Linked DNA regions of Arabidopsis thaliana: region 2 is linked to region 1. A link is a contact called in public capture Hi-C data. All regions are on one chromosome and are shown on one strand. The core of a region is the stretch at or near the end of the contact, and the rest is flanking DNA. Distances in the headings are between cores, read along the strand shown.

Region 1 (7,806 bases), core at 3,194-5,693:
TTATATGTGTAGTTGAAATTTATCATGTTGGTGTTGTTAAAGTTTGTGATTGTTTACAGTTTTTTAAGTATTAACTTCTTCTTTTCAAAATAAGTATTTCAGAAAAAGATGAAGACTATTACGTTAGGCTGATGGATAATCTTGTATGTGTATTTTTCTTTTCAGATATTATGTGGACATAACTTTTGCTTGAAATGTTTTGACAAGTGGATTGATCAAGGGAATCAAATTTGTGCTACATGTCGTAGCACAATTCCTGACAAAATGGCTGCCAATCCTCGTGTTAACTCGTCTCTTGTGTCTGTTATCCGTTATGTAAAAGTTGCTAAAACTGCTGGTGTTGGTACTGCAAATTTTTTTCCTTTTACAAGCAACCAAGACGGCCCAGAGAATGCCTTTAGAACCAAGCGCGCTAAAATCGGGGAGGAGAATGCTGCAAGGATATATGTTACCGTACCATTTGATCACTTTGGTCCTATACCAGCTGAACATGATCCTGTCAGGAACCAAGGTGTTTTAGTTGGAGAATCCTGGGAGAATCGAGTAGAGTGTCGGCAGTGGGGGGTTCACTTGCCACATGTTTCTTGCATTGCTGGACAAGAAGACTATGGAGCTCAGTCTGTAGTAATATCTGGAGGTTATAAGGATGACGAGGATCATGGAGAATGGTTTCTATACACAGGAAGGAGGTTTGCTTTTCTTTACTCCTAGCTTTTGGTCCATTTGACTCATGTAGATTTTACTTCTCTCATGTGTTTAGAAGTATCTATTGTCCTGTTTGTTGACATACTTTTGTTTGTTTTCGTCTTGAATATATGTGGATGTGTCACCCAGTAGAGGGAGACATTTCGCTAACGAGGATCAGGAGTTTGAAGACTTGAATGAAGCTTTAAGAGTTAGTTGCGAAATGGGGTATCCAGTTCGAGTTGTCAGGTTAGCAGAACAAAACTCCATTGCTCTCTCACATTCTCATTTTTTCGTTAAGTTTCCGATATCGAAAGTTGTACCACAAAGGTGAAATGTATTGCTTTTCTTTGCATTGAATGAAGAATAGAGTTATGCTAAGTTCCATAGATACAACTCTTAATATCAGTTTCCATAATCTAGGTCTTACAAGGATAGGTATTCTGCATATGCCCCTAAGGAAGGAGTGAGATATGATGGTGTATACAGGATCGAGAAATGCTGGCGAAAAGCTAGATTCCCGGTACACACATATAGTGAAACAAGCTTGTAATTTTTTCCCTGCCCTTTATATGCATTGACATGTTCTTCTCATTCCATAGGATTCATTTAAGGTCTGTCGTTACCTGTTTGTAAGATGTGACAATGAGCCAGCTCCATGGAACAGGTTTGGTCTACTTCTTAGAAGCACCTTTTCGATATTCTGAGTTTAACACTGTGATAATATTGCAGTGATGAGAGTGGAGATCGTCCAAGACCTTTGCCTAATATTCCAGAGCTTGAAACGGCCTCAGACCTGTTTGAGAGAAAGGAAAGTCCATCATGGGATTTTGATGTAAGTTCCAATTATAACAGTTAGCGAGTGAGACGTGAGCAGATCTCGAATTTTCTGTATTGTGCTGATAATAATATACGCTTATATTATCAGGAAGCCGAGGGCCGTTGGAGATGGATGAAGCCTCCACCTGCAAATCATGAGCAGAGGGAGAGAATGAAGATGGCTATGACATGTCTTCTCCTTTTTGTCCTTATCATTCTCGTTGGTTCATCATCTATCTTATATCAGTATTAGAAGAATCACCGACAAATAACTTGTTGGTTTGATCCCTTAGTTGTCTTTCTTGTTACCAACAGTCTTTTCTAGTTCTCTCACTACTCAAGTCTTGGAAACTTGAGGTTCTCTTGGTTAGTGAAGTCGGATTCATATTTTTTTGTATGCTTCCAACAATTTGTCCCTGCTCTCAAAAGGTGCAATGAAGTTTTTAAGTATATAATGAATTATGTTAGGTCTTCATTCTTTTGAGCAATATTTTTAATTACTAGGATTTAGAGGACTCAGAGACATAACTGAGTAAGATGTTACGATGTTTTTTTACTACCACATACCACTGCTGCATCATTGGATTTTAAAAACAAACAAAGTAAATGTTGGTGCGGTTTAAGTCTCCCAATCTTTCATCTTCTTGCTCCCTTTTGGTTTTGCGATTGGAGCATCCATGCCTGCCATTTTCTTGTTGTATTTTTCACGTAGAGGATCATTGGAAGTCCACCTGCACATTCATTCATTTTATGTAAGTATTATTATCAAAATCAGCAGCTCATGCCAACACAAACAGGTTCACATTCACATGCAATAATTTAGTTCAGTTGCCAGCTTACTGTTTCTACTCAAACGCTAAATAAATCAGATTTCAGAAGCCTAAAATGAGAGCTATGAAGTTTATGCCTAACCAAGATGCAAGAAAAGAAACGCTAAAAGCAAAGAACTTACGGGTTACTCCAATCTGTTGTGTCTTCATTGACAAGGTGAGTCCATTTAGTTCTTCCACTACGACCAAAGTGCTTGACTTGCATAACTTTGGGGAGAATCGATTTGTCCAACCTATCTTCTCCGGTTGGAGCAGAGAAGTCGCGCTGAAATATACCATCGGTTCCAGCAGAACCTGCCTCATCATCAGGATCTGCCTGGAAGAAGGCACCCTTATGGTAATATTTCTGCATAAAGTTCCATTTCTTTTTCGGTTGAGCTGAAGAAGGTTTCGGATTCTTCCTCTCCCAATCTCTCCTCTCCTGCTCTGTCATATTCCTCAACTTCTCTATTTCTTCCCTCTCTCTCAGCATAGCTTCCCTTGCATCTCTTTCTCTCTTGATCCTACCAATCTCTCGTGTCTTCCAAACTTCATACTCCTCAGCTTCATTGAGTTCGTCATCAGTTTCCACATCTCCAATATTAGCTTCCTCCAATAGTATGTTCTTCCGTATCTCTTCATCTTTCCTAACTTCCTCAACCACAATTTGCTTTGTCTCTATTTTTCTTTGCTCCAATTTTCTCTTTGCTAATTCCTCAAGAGCTTCTTCTTCAGCCTCAAGCCTCTCTCGCTCTGCAATTGTATCTCTCTCAGCTTTCGGTACAAAAACAGGCTTAATCAAGGCAATACCAGGCATATCATCTTCCGAATCAGTCTCGTACTCAGACTCCTCCTCCTCCTCTTCTTCCTCTTGTATCTCATCTTCTTCTTCTAAAGGAAGTAAAGCAGCCTCCTCTTGTGCTCGTCTAAGATTCTTCTCCTTAATTCTTCTTCTTCTTTCTTCCAAGGCATCTTCATCATCATCCTCGTCTCTATTCTCTTGATTCCTCGATTCTTCTTCTTCCGTAGATATAATCTCAGCCTGTCTAATACGCCGATGATCAGCTCTAACTTCGTCACGGTTTTCAACTTTAGTCTGAGCTAAACGCCGCAGCCTTGGATCATCCTTCCTAGCAACACCCAAATCATCATTCTTTGGAAAAGCTCTATCCAAAACAGAAAACTTCTGCATCCTAACATCATCATCTTCTTCAGCTTCCTCAGCCCACTCCGGAGCTTTTCCTGGCCAATACCTTCTTACTTTAGTCTGTCCAATACCACCTTTTAGTTTCTCCCTTACAGCAATTGCAGATTCACTCACTCCCGCTGTGACCGACATATTTGCACTTGCAAGTAACCAAACTCAATCAAATTAGCTATCTGTCTCTGCAGCACAAAATAATACAGGGATTAGATTCAAGCTTTGCATCATTAGTATTCACCAGAAAAGGAAAGGAAAAGAGCTACTTCCCCTAATCGATCCTCAATAGCTAAAATCTTAAAGAGACAACAACAAAATGCATTATGTACAATGCATATCATTGATGTGTGTGTGGGTGAGTATATCAACATAAACACACCAACATGAACAATGGACGCTAGAGAAATTCGAAGATTGCACATTTTAACGAACTATAACATTTTCAATAGTATGTACATACTTAATCAAGTGTGGTGAAATCAACAATCCCAATAGCGAAGCTATTGTTCATACATAAACACAAGCACGAAAGAGAGTAAACTGTTACAAAGTTTTGTCTTTTGACAAATTTGCATACAGAGTCAACAAAAAGTCGATATCTTTCTGTACCCAAAAGCATAAGAACCAATAAGAACAAATAACAATAGAAATGATTAATCGAGAAAAGCCCTAGAATACAAATTCGTGAAACCCTAAATCTCAGAACAAAACAAAGATCGATTTCGCAAGATTTAGCTTCAGTAGAAACAGATCGACATCATATGAGATCGAATTGATAAGAAAATCGAGCTTACCAGGAGATGAGAGAGTTTCGGTTAGAGATTGCGGAGGAGACGGCCCTTAGGTGGCGGTCTCAGCGGCGGCGATAAATGTAACCTTGACGGCGAGAGATTGATGTTGGCCCAAGACCATTAAGGCCCAATACTTCGGTTCGTAAATTTCCAACTAAACGTGAATTTTAGTAATTTTTTGTGAAATTAAGAAAATTGTTATTATTTTTATATTTTTCCTAAAACTATACACAGTAAAATTTCCATAAATTAATAATTTAATATAGATGAGACTATGGTATTTTCTTAATTTATCAATTGATCCAAAAACAAAATTTAGGACAGAAAAAATGTATTAATTTATCGGGTATTAATTTATCGATTATTAATTTATATGAGGTTTTATTAGTTCCATAACCTTAAGATTACAAGATATTTACAAATAGTATAACTAATAACACCGAGTTTTATTAAAAAAAAACTATGAAAAATGTAGTTTGAGTAGTAATTGTGAAACAAAAGAATTGAATTTTGGTTTACATAACTTTAGAGATGGTAGACGGGCGTGCCCGCGACCGAACGGACCGACCGCAACATGCTCGCTTTTCCATTGATCCGCGACGAACCGGACCGCAGACGACCGCGGTCTTGAAAAGTGAGTCCTAACCCGCCCCGCAAAGCCCAACAGTTAGACAGACCGGCCCACGGTCTTTAGAGGCAGAAGAACTTATGTTTGGTTGATTGACGAAGTTGTACCTTGTTTCTATGAAGTGTTAGCTTCAAGGAATATTGTGAAACGTTATGTATTAGCTTGAAGTACTTAAAACATTTAAGTCAAAAGTACTTAAAACAGAAATTCTAAAACAGTACAAAACATATATATGTGACATGTTTACCTTAGCAGCATAGATCTCAGAGTCTTGCTTCTTGATTTTAAATTCGTTTTTCAAGTTACAGACTGCTTGGTGACTTTTCCTGTGAGACACCAACAATATCATGTCAAATCTTGTCGCATTTGTCAAGAGTTGAACTGAAACTTAAACTCTTGACTTGAACATTGCAAAACAGAGATATGTAACATGTCAAAAACATTACAAAACACTTGACTTTAGCTAGATTTTCTAAAGTAAAAAAACATTACAAAACAGAGATATGTAACATGTTTACCTTAGTATTAGAGCTTTGTGATGGTGAAGCACAAAAGATCACATAGGAGAACTCTGGATGTTCCTGCCACATATAAAGCTCCAACTCTAACTTCCATATTGTGAAAAACATGACTCTTACTATATAAAACGTTGTGAAGAAAAAGAACTAGTCACTAATCCACACAAAACATATTGATAAACACAAAAGACACATGAAACAGGGATTTACAGGACATCATAAACGTTCTTATAAGAAGAATATGTGCAACTATCAAAATTAAGCTCAGTCCATGTAGGAGACAAACTCAAAGTCACCTGAATCGATTGGGACACGTTCTTCTTCATCAACCTCAAAGGTCGTCGTCGTTGCCGTATCAAACCGTGTTTTTGAAATGTATGATCCGATACATGAACATGCTTCTTCTATAAACGAAACTCTAAGTCGTACACATTGGTATAGTTATAGAGATGACTTCATCATCTTGATGTAGGGTTTCGTTTATAGAAACAGCCTTTGCAACGTTTGCTATATAATCAATATGAAGCTTAAGCATATAAACCCCGTAAAAAATATTCAAGGTTCACTTTGTTCAGTTCATAAAATTATGTTTTTAATGGTTGACGACAAAAACCAAAAGAGAAGTTCTAAGCGAATATATTAAGTCATACATATAGCCTAGAAAAAAATAATTGAAATCGTTGCATATGATTTAAAAAACCTTAGATATATCATACTAGAGACAGTCACACGGGAATGGTTCAAAATAATATTGTAAAATAAGTTTTAATTGTTGTTTATTATATATTGAGAAATGTTTAAATTCTTTTGTAGTTGTAATTGATTTATTTATATTTCATATTATTATAATAATATAGAAAACTAGCTATAATTGTATATATTAAGTAATGTTTAGATATTTTTGAAATAAATTATATTCTATTTCATATCAGTAAGAGGAAATACTGATTTATAGTTTCTGAGAAAAAATATGTGTAGCCATTTATAGAAAAGAGCATTTATTAAATTAATTTAAATATAAAATAGTGTTCTTTTCATGTTTATGTTTACGAGTTCAAAAACAAATTCGTGTGGGCTTGGCCTCTTGGTTTAAAGCGGACAATATCATATTAGAGAAAAATATTTGGGCTTGGAGAGTCCAACAATTGATATTAGAGCCTATGTAAAAAAACGTGGACCTAAAGAGGTGGGTTTGGGCTCCATGTTCGGTATGGAAAGAGTTCTCAATGTAACACGATAAGAAGAGTGCTTCAAGTTGTCCTTGCAAATAAGGAATGCCAGAGCCTGGTGCTAAGGTTTTGCTTGAGGGGAGGGCCTAAAGTTCGGGGTTTGGTTTGAGGAGATAATTATTGGGAGACAAACCAACGTCTCACATCAAAAAATTAGAAAATATTAGTCTAATATATAAATCATGTTTAATTCCAATTAGTAGTGATACCTTTTGGAAAGAAGACAAAAATAAATCCGCGCGGGCTTGGCCACTTGGCTCAAAACGGACAATATCATATTAGTAGGAGAGTTGACTTGGGCTTAGAAAGACGTCATAAGATTTGAGAGTTAACCATCAACTTTAAATATTGGAAATCATACATAAACCACAAGTCCGTTAATAAAACTGTGACATATGATTTCATTCTTTAATATTTTGATACATTGTTATGAAAGTTTTAGAACCTTAACCGAGTGGAAGAAAACTTTGGCCCATACAACTCTAGTCTAGTGGTAGTTGAGAATTGCGGAAAAATTGAAAGGACTTAATCAGATTCGATCTACCATGAAAAAAGCAATACAATATCAGTCGAGCGCATGCATATAAATCACAATCTTTCGTCACCTACTAATTTGTCTTAAGTTGACAAAAGTTGCTTTTTACAAAAGTAAAATAAAAAGCTTAGCGAATGTGCCAAAGAAACTGTGTCGTTACATATGTATATATTTGATTTAATCAATAAAAGGTAAATGGACTTCTTAAAACCTAACTTCATCGACGTCATAATTGTAAAAATTATATAAGCGTTGTTCTATATCCTACATAGTTTATATATCATTCTCAGCTTAAATCAGATCGTAATCCAAGTAAAATCTATTAAAACACAATCTCATATTCCGGCCTTAACAATAGCAACTATTAGTTGAATATAAATTAGTCAGATGGATGATAAATTTCCCTCGTTGATGCTAGTGAACTAGAACTTTTGAAACTATAAACACATGCAAAATTGGTTATTTACGTTGAAATATTTATGAATGAGAATAACTAGCTTTTTCACATAGTCAAAGTTAGTATCAATTTTGAGTTGGAATCATGCGCTTAAGCACAAGTGATTCATGGTGATTTCAACGTAAAATACCTATT
Region 2 (7,806 bases), core at 1,783-4,282, 160 kb before region 1:
ATACTTTTCTTTAAACTAAAAAATAAAAGTATTAAATATTCAAATAAAATAGATGGGATAATTTTTGGGTTTTGTCGTGTACAATTATAGTTTAAATTATGAATGAAGTTATATTTTACACATTTGTAGAATTCGTTTATATTTTATTATTATTACTTTTTTTGAACAAGGAATTGGTTTATTTTATTGGGTGAATTAAATTTCTATGCTTAGACGAATGCGAAATTAGGAAAGTATGAGTGATGATTTTATATTTAGTTCTTTCTCCTCCCGACAACAAATTCTGACATATTTATCCCTACTGAGCAGAGATATTGTTGGATACGTAATGATTATGCAACATTTAATTCTAACACAAGTATGAAGATAATTAGGTTAGTCGATAATACGTTATTTGATATGGTATCATAGGTTATATTAGAAGATTCTTGATAGAAAATAAGAATAAATAAAACTATGCCCAATAGTAGAAGACGATAACCAGATAGCAGATAATAAAGTTAATATAGTTGTAGGGCTTCACCACTCGCAATGAAATGTCGAGTTATTACACGTGTAGTGAGAGTACCGCAAAAATTCGTATATGGTAATAAAGTATCCGATAATCAATCTGTTAGGGGTTAAAACTTCAACACACGCAATAAAATGTCGAGATATTACACAGAGTAAAACAATATGAAATGTCGAGATAATGAGATAGCAGATAATAAAGTTAATATATTCATAATAGAGTTAATATATTCACTACTCGCAACACGTGAGACGAATTCTGAACCGCAAAAACTTGTGTACGGTAACAAATTATCTGATAGCAAACCAATTAGGAGTTAAAACTTCAAAACACGCAATGAAATGTCAAGATAACGAGATAGCATATAATAGAGTTAACATAGATATAGGTCCTCTCGCAATGAAATGTCGATTTATTACACATAGGGAGAGTAAATAAAATGTAGAATTCTGAACCGCAATGTCGATAATAAAGTATCTGATAATAAATATGTTAGAGGTTAAAACTTCAACACGCGCAATAAAATGTCGAGATATTACACAGAGTAAAACAATATGAAATATCGAGATAATGAGATAACAAATAATAAAGTTAGTATATTCATAATAGAGTTAATATATTCACCACTCGCAACACGTGAGACGAATTCTGAACCGCAAAAACTCGTGTACGGTAATAAATTATCTGATAACAAACCAGTTAGGAGTTAAAATTTCAAAACACGCAATGAAATGTCGAGATAACGAGATAGCATATAATAGAGTTAATATAGATATAGGTCCTCTCGCAATGAAATGTCGAGATAATGAGATAACAGATAATAAAGTTAATATATTCATAATAGAGTTAATATATTCACCACTCGCAACACGTGAGACGAATTCTGAACCACAAAAACTCGTGTACGGTAACAAATTATCCGATAACAAACCAATTAGAATGAAAGAGACGAAGAAAAAACATGAGGTAAATATAGATTGGACCGAAACGACGCCTCGATTGAAAACTATCAAAATAATATAAAAATTTAATTCACCCACCAAAATATCCAAAGCAAGATCTTCTACTATTCGCCTTACACAAAGAGATATAAGAGCTACATTTAGATTTCTACTAGACATAGGGATACACGCGTTTTTATTTTTGCAACAGTAGCGCTGAAACTTTTGGGAAATTAGAATCTAAATACTGAATCCACTGAGCATACGTGCAATTTTCCTATTTTATTTTACTATTTCATGAACTAAAATTTCTAAAAGTTTTTATTCGTTCAACTTCGAAATATTTATACTGAAACCTCCTAAAATCATTAATCCAAATATCCTCTTTTAGAACACATAAGTAAAACGTTCAAATCAAACCGGCTCAAACGTCCCAGTCCATTTACTTTACTTCTAAACCAAACCAATTCAAAATCACTCTCATTTATTTTCGTTCCTAAATTAAATAGTAAATTAAAAAGGGAAAAATGTCAAAAAAAAGCGTCAACTTTTAAATTTGGGACGAAAAAAGCCTGAACTTTCGAAATGTCATTTAAATCTTAAAGTTTTGTTTAACTTTATAAAAAAATAGTTAAGTTTTGTTGACTGGGACATTTTAAGCATACCGTAAAATTTCCGTCAACAGAAAGATAACGGAGTTAATTTTCCGTTAATAATCTAAAACGACGTCGTTTTTCAAAATAAAAATAAAGACGAAAAATGCTACCAACTAGAGATGAACCGTGGACCTAGAAGACTCTTTACCAACTGCCAACCACTGCGCCAAAGTAATATTTGATTAATACGCATACTTTATACACTTATATACATACACGTAATTAACTGAAAATAACAAACCTAAAAATCTCCATTGTTGCCTGAGACATAAACGGCGGTGAGCAGTTACAACGCTGAGACTAATCAAACCTAAATCCTCACGAGTTTGAATTTTTTTTTAGAACAAAATCAGATCTAGAGATGAGCTCCGAAACATAGACGTAGTCAAGAATTCGCAATACATAAAATCAACAAAAATAAACAGATCTCTAATTGTAAAATCGATTTTGAATCCGAGATCGTTACTCTCCCCAAACGAACCATCACTAGACAGAGACAATCTACAGTATCGAAACCTCAAGCTCATGTTGAACGAGATTCCCTCGTCACACCACCACCTCCTCACGCCGTTTTCTTCTTTTCTCAGGAACAATGGAATTCTGTTAGTTTCAATTAATTGCAGTATATATATACACAAGCTTTGATATGTATAATAGTTTACTATGGCTCGGTCGTTGAGCGTTTTGCTAATTAATTGAGAGGTCAGTGGTTCAACTCTAGTTGGCAAAGTTTTGCTTTTTTTTTTTAAAACGACGTCGTTTTAGATTATTAACGGAAAGTTAACTCCGTTATTTTTCTATTAACGAAAATTTTACGGTATGCCTAAAATATCTCAGTCAACGAAACTTAACTATTTTTTGACAAAGTCAAACCAAACTTTAAGATTTAAATTACATTTTAAAAGCTCATGCATTTTTTTTCCCAAATTTAAAAGTTGGCACATTTTTCCCAAATTAAAAATCAAAGTAAGAAAAAAAGAAGACTTGTCCAAAAAAAAAAAAGACTAAAAAAAGTTCACTAGAGTCCATTTTCTTCTTCTTCCTCACACCAAAAAGCTTCCATTGATTTCGCATCAGATCTTGCTCTCTCTTCTATCTCTGCGATTCTTCTGGATCTTCTCAAATCCATGAAGGAATCAGATCTAACCACCGAACCAATCGCACAAAATCTAATCAAGCTAATAAGCAATGTCTGTTTCTCAGTCTTCGTTTTCACAGTTCTCATCTTCACAGTAATCGCAGTAACTTACCAACCACCAGATCCATGGCTTGAATCTGCTCCAGCACTCACCAAACTCCTAACCGAAACCGAAAACGCAACTTTCAAAATCGACGGTTCGATTCTCAAAACCGGCGAAGATCTCGCTTCATCTCCGTCATCATCACCTCCGTCGAACTCCACAGAGCAAGTCACGGAGGCGACGATTGAGAAATCCGAGGCGAAAATCGGTAATATGACTGTGAAGAACTCTATAGATTGTGATGAGGATTTGAAGATTGTGAATTGTTCTGATCCGAGAGTTTTAGTTGCTGTTGAGAGGTTTAATTTGAAGGTTTTTAAATCTATTGTGTTCTTAGAGTACGAAACTCCGGTTAACGGATCGAAACTAGACGAATGCGATGTTTCTTGGAGGTTTAGGAATAAGAAGGAGAAGTCATGGAGGAGATACAGAGATTTCAGGAGGTTTAGGTTTGGATTTGGTGAGAATTGTACTTATAAAGTGTTTCATACTAGTGGTTGGCATTCTGGTGTTAATGCTCGTAGGCCTAGGATTAGTAGACCGAGCTCGAGTCGAGGAGCTCGCGGTGGTGATTCGGAGATTAATGATACGATTCCGACTCTTGGTTCGCAGACGAGTTTCCGGAGAGGGAAGTATTTGTATTATTCGCGGGGTGGTGATTATTGTAAGGGTATGAATCAGTATATGTGGAGTTTCTTGTGTGGTTTAGGTGAAGCAATGTATTTGAATAGGACTTTTGTGATGGATTTGAGTTTGTGTTTGTCTTCGAGTTATAGTTCTAAGGGGAAAGATGAGGAAGGTAAGGATTTTCGGTATTATTTTGATTTCGAGCATCTTAAGGAGACGGCTTCGATTGTTGAAGAGGGTGAGTTCTTGAGAGATTGGAAGAAATGGAATCGGTTGCATAAACGGAAAGTTCCTGTTAGGAAGGTTAAGACGCATAGAGTGTCGCCTTTGCAGCTTAGTAAAGATAAGAGTACGATTATATGGAGGCAGTTTGATACTCCTGAGCCTGAAAACTATTGGTATAGAGTTTGTGAAGGGCAAGCATCGAAGTATGTTGAGAGGCCGTGGCATGCGTTGTGGAAGTCGAAGAGGTTGATGAATATTGTCTCTGAGATTAGTGGGAAAATGGACTGGGATTTTGATGCTGTTCATGTGGTTAGAGGCGAGAAAGCGAAGAACAAGAAGCTATGGCCACATTTGGATGCAGACACATGGCCTGATGCGATATTGACCAAACTTAAAGGATTGGTTCAGGTGTGGAGGAATTTGTACGTTGCAACTAATGAACCGTTTTATAATTACTTTGACAAGTTGAGGTCTCAGTACAAGGTTCACTTGCTTGATGACTATAGCTACTTGTGGGGAAATAAGAGTGAATGGTACAATGAGACTAGTCTCTTGAACAATGGGAAACCAGTTGAGTTTGATGGGTACATGAGAGTAGCTGTTGATACAGAGGTGTTTTATAGAGGAAAGACTCGCGTCGAGACGTTCTATAACCTTACCACGGACTGCAAAGACGGGATCAATACATGCTAAATTGATCATTCAGGTTGTGATATGTTTTCATTGTTTTATTTGTTTGTGTATCAAATTCAGTTATGCTTGTGTTGTTTACCTTGTGTTCTACTAGCTATTGAAGAGTGTACGTAACGTTTACATTTTTTGATTCATATCCTTAATTCTGTAAGAAGGCAACACCAAAGTGACATAGCTGATACATATCGATTCAGGAATATATTGTTTATGATTATGCTTTTAACTAGAACTCTTTTATCGATCAAAACAATCTTGTATTGTTCATCTGTGTATCATGAACGGGATCAAAAAGTTGAAAGTATCAAGAGTGTGCATTTGCACAAGGTGGAGGGTTTCGGCATTGTGATTGCGGGCAGCTTTAACACCGTCCAGTCAAACACAAAATCAAACTGAAAACCTGAGATAAACAAATACTCCATTGGTGGCAACAGAAGTATTAACTTAATATATCCTGAGAGGAACAAGGAGATATCGAAAATGAATCACCTTCACGAATAAAAAGGTCGCGGAACAGTCTCTTCAAATAGGCATAGTCTGGCTTATCATCGAACCTAAGCGAGCGGCAGTAATGGATGTAGGTTGCAAACTCTATTGGATGACCTTCACATAACGTCTACGAAGACAATGATGCAAAGTTAAGTACATAGACTCATAGAAGTTTCTAAATGTGTCACCATATACAAAGAACTTACTTCGATGGAAGTTGAAACCTTCTTCTCGCTAATCTTGTCATATTTCTGTTTCTTATTCCCAGCTTTTAGTCCCTTCCATGGGAGACTACAATAAAATAGGATAAGAGATGGAATGATAGACAAGAAGAAGGATATAAAGAGAGGTTACTCCATGATTTTCACCTTCCTTTGAGGAAGTACATGAGGATATAACCAAGTGATTCTACATCATCCCTCCGACTTTGCTCTACCAAGTTTAGAAATATTGAAATAAGAAAACGTAGTACGCGAAAAGAAAGAATAAGATCTGCGATAGCGATAAGAGTATACCGATCCCTAGGTGAGTGTTCAAGCTGGCATACGCCGGAGTCCCAGTTAGACTTTTATTCTCCCTAAACAACTCATACGTAAAAAAGCATTCAGTAATAACCAATATGAGGAATATGTGACATAGAAAACCTTGTTACCTATATGGAATATGTCGGTAGCTTGAGCTATCTCTATATTTCCTAGCCAAGCCAAAGTCTATAATGTAGACCTAGAGAGTGATGATACAATAGTCATGAGATCCCAAACTCAAAGTTGAGAGTTCATGAAGAAAGATTACCTGATTTGCCAGCCTTACCCATAAGAAAATTATCCGGCTTTATATCGCGATGAAGAAACGACTTAGAATGGATAAACTCGAGCCGATTAATCTAAACACAATGTTTAATAAACAAGTAGGTTAAATCCAAAACACCATTAACAGTGACAATGAATCAAATCCAAAGCATATATATTACCATTTGATCAGCTAGCATGAGAACTGTCTTCAAACTAAATTTCTTGTTGCAATGACAAAACAGATCTTCAAGGCTTCCACCAAGCAAATCCATCACTAAAACATTTTAATCCCCCTCGACGCCATACCATTTCATGTTTGGAATACCATCTACATTAACAAAACATATACCAACAAGAAAATGAATAACCATTAACAAAGACTGTAAATAAACCATTTCATACTTCCACTCTGAAGAACTCTATATATCCTTGACTCATATGCTAATTGTGGATGCACAGTCTTCACACTTTCCTACACAACACGCCAACAAAAACAATATTCTCATGATCCAACCAAACCAAAACGTGTTCGATTCGACTCAGTTCTACAAAGTTTAAAACACTCACAAACTTAATTGCAACATCTTCGTTACTTTGAACATCAGTTCCTGTAAGCAAACCAAGTCGTCAAATTAAACCACTTGGAACAGAAAGTGACCTAGTTACATGGAAAAAATATTATCAAATATTTTGGTAAAAGCATAGAGAGAATCGAACCAAGATAAATCTCTCCGAATGCGCCGCTACCAATTTTCCGACCAAGCCGGAACTTATTCCCGATACGAAGTTCCATCGTCAAAACTCCAATTGAAAAACCCTAACTTCTGTTCTACTCTGTCGAGCCAAATCCTGATTTTTCCTCATGTATTTATAGGTTAACCATTTTTGTTCGACGTAATTTTTTTTTTCTATTTACATTTTGGTGAGTTTTGTTTTTCTTACATATTTATTTCTAGATTCAGTAAAATTTCTGAAGTTCACAAATTCATACATACCATGCTTATACAATCGTTAGGCAGTAGTATAGACGTTTGGTAGAGACCTAGCGCCTAAATTATAAGAGTTTATGCAGAATGTTAATAAATTATTTACACATTTTGTAATAAAAATATAATTTATGAAATATGGAAAACTGATAATGTTACCTACTTGTTATATATATTATTCATACTTATTTTACATGAGAACTAAAATAGCTAATAGATGACAAAAACCACATTGGGACCCTTGTTCAAAAAGTGGCTATGCGTTAATTGGACGCTCGATATGGACCTAGCGATTAATCAGAAAATCGGATTAAAATCAGAGATTAATCGGGAAACTTTCCCTTTAGAAAAATTCTTTCTAATGCCCTTTTCACACTACCCCTTTTCAGTTCTACCCTTTTTCTATTTACCATTTTCATTTATACCCTATTTATATTTTTAATGACCATTTTACCCCTATTTGTAAATTGATTTAGGTTAACAAAATGAAATATTAATATTTTTCGCCTAAAATATTCCAAAATCAAATTTCCCGCCAAAATTTTCCCGCCAAAAATTTTCGAAAAAAAAATTTCCCGCCAAAATTTTCCCACCAAAATTTTCCCGCCAAAAATTTTCGAAAAAAAAATTTCCCGCCATAAAAAATTTT

The links. Capture Hi-C pulls out chosen DNA fragments and counts their contacts.
Region 2: a capture Hi-C map of shoot shows a contact between it and region 1, with 3 times the contacts expected there. The contact joins the promoter of SUB1 here to the promoter of AT4G08580 in region 1. A contact is called at or near these places in 1 of 26 Hi-C or Micro-C datasets (root) and 2 of 3 other capture datasets (root and shoot).

What each region holds. Positions count from the first base shown.
Region 1 is chr4:5,458,035-5,465,840 of TAIR10.1, reverse strand. AT4G08580 (microfibrillar-associated protein-like protein) reads right to left here and starts at 4,443. Exons shown (of 3, transcript NM_116927.5): 1 at 4,308-4,443; 2 at 2,456-3,698; 3 at 1,934-2,234. The coding sequence starts at 3,651. The coding sequence ends at 2,123. It overlaps ORTHL (ORTHRUS-like protein), which reads left to right. Exons shown (of 7, transcript NM_116928.4): 2 at 166-689; 3 at 835-933; 4 at 1,108-1,207; 5 at 1,287-1,351; 6 at 1,417-1,519; 7 at 1,613-2,047. The coding sequence ends at 1,756.
Region 2 is chr4:5,613,292-5,621,097 of TAIR10.1, reverse strand. SUB1 (calcium ion binding protein) reads left to right here and starts at 3,032. Exons shown (of 1, transcript NM_116951.2): 1 at 3,032-5,177. The coding sequence starts at 3,236. The coding sequence ends at 4,894. AT4G08800 (Protein kinase superfamily protein) reads right to left here and starts at 6,964. Exons shown (of 12, transcript NM_116950.1): 1 at 6,889-6,964; 2 at 6,739-6,779; 3 at 6,574-6,643; 4 at 6,471-6,499; 5 at 6,351-6,392; 6 at 6,173-6,263; 7 at 6,033-6,090; 8 at 5,896-5,957; 9 at 5,749-5,812; 10 at 5,587-5,671; 11 at 5,381-5,507; 12 at 5,179-5,291. The coding sequence starts at 6,964. The coding sequence ends at 5,179.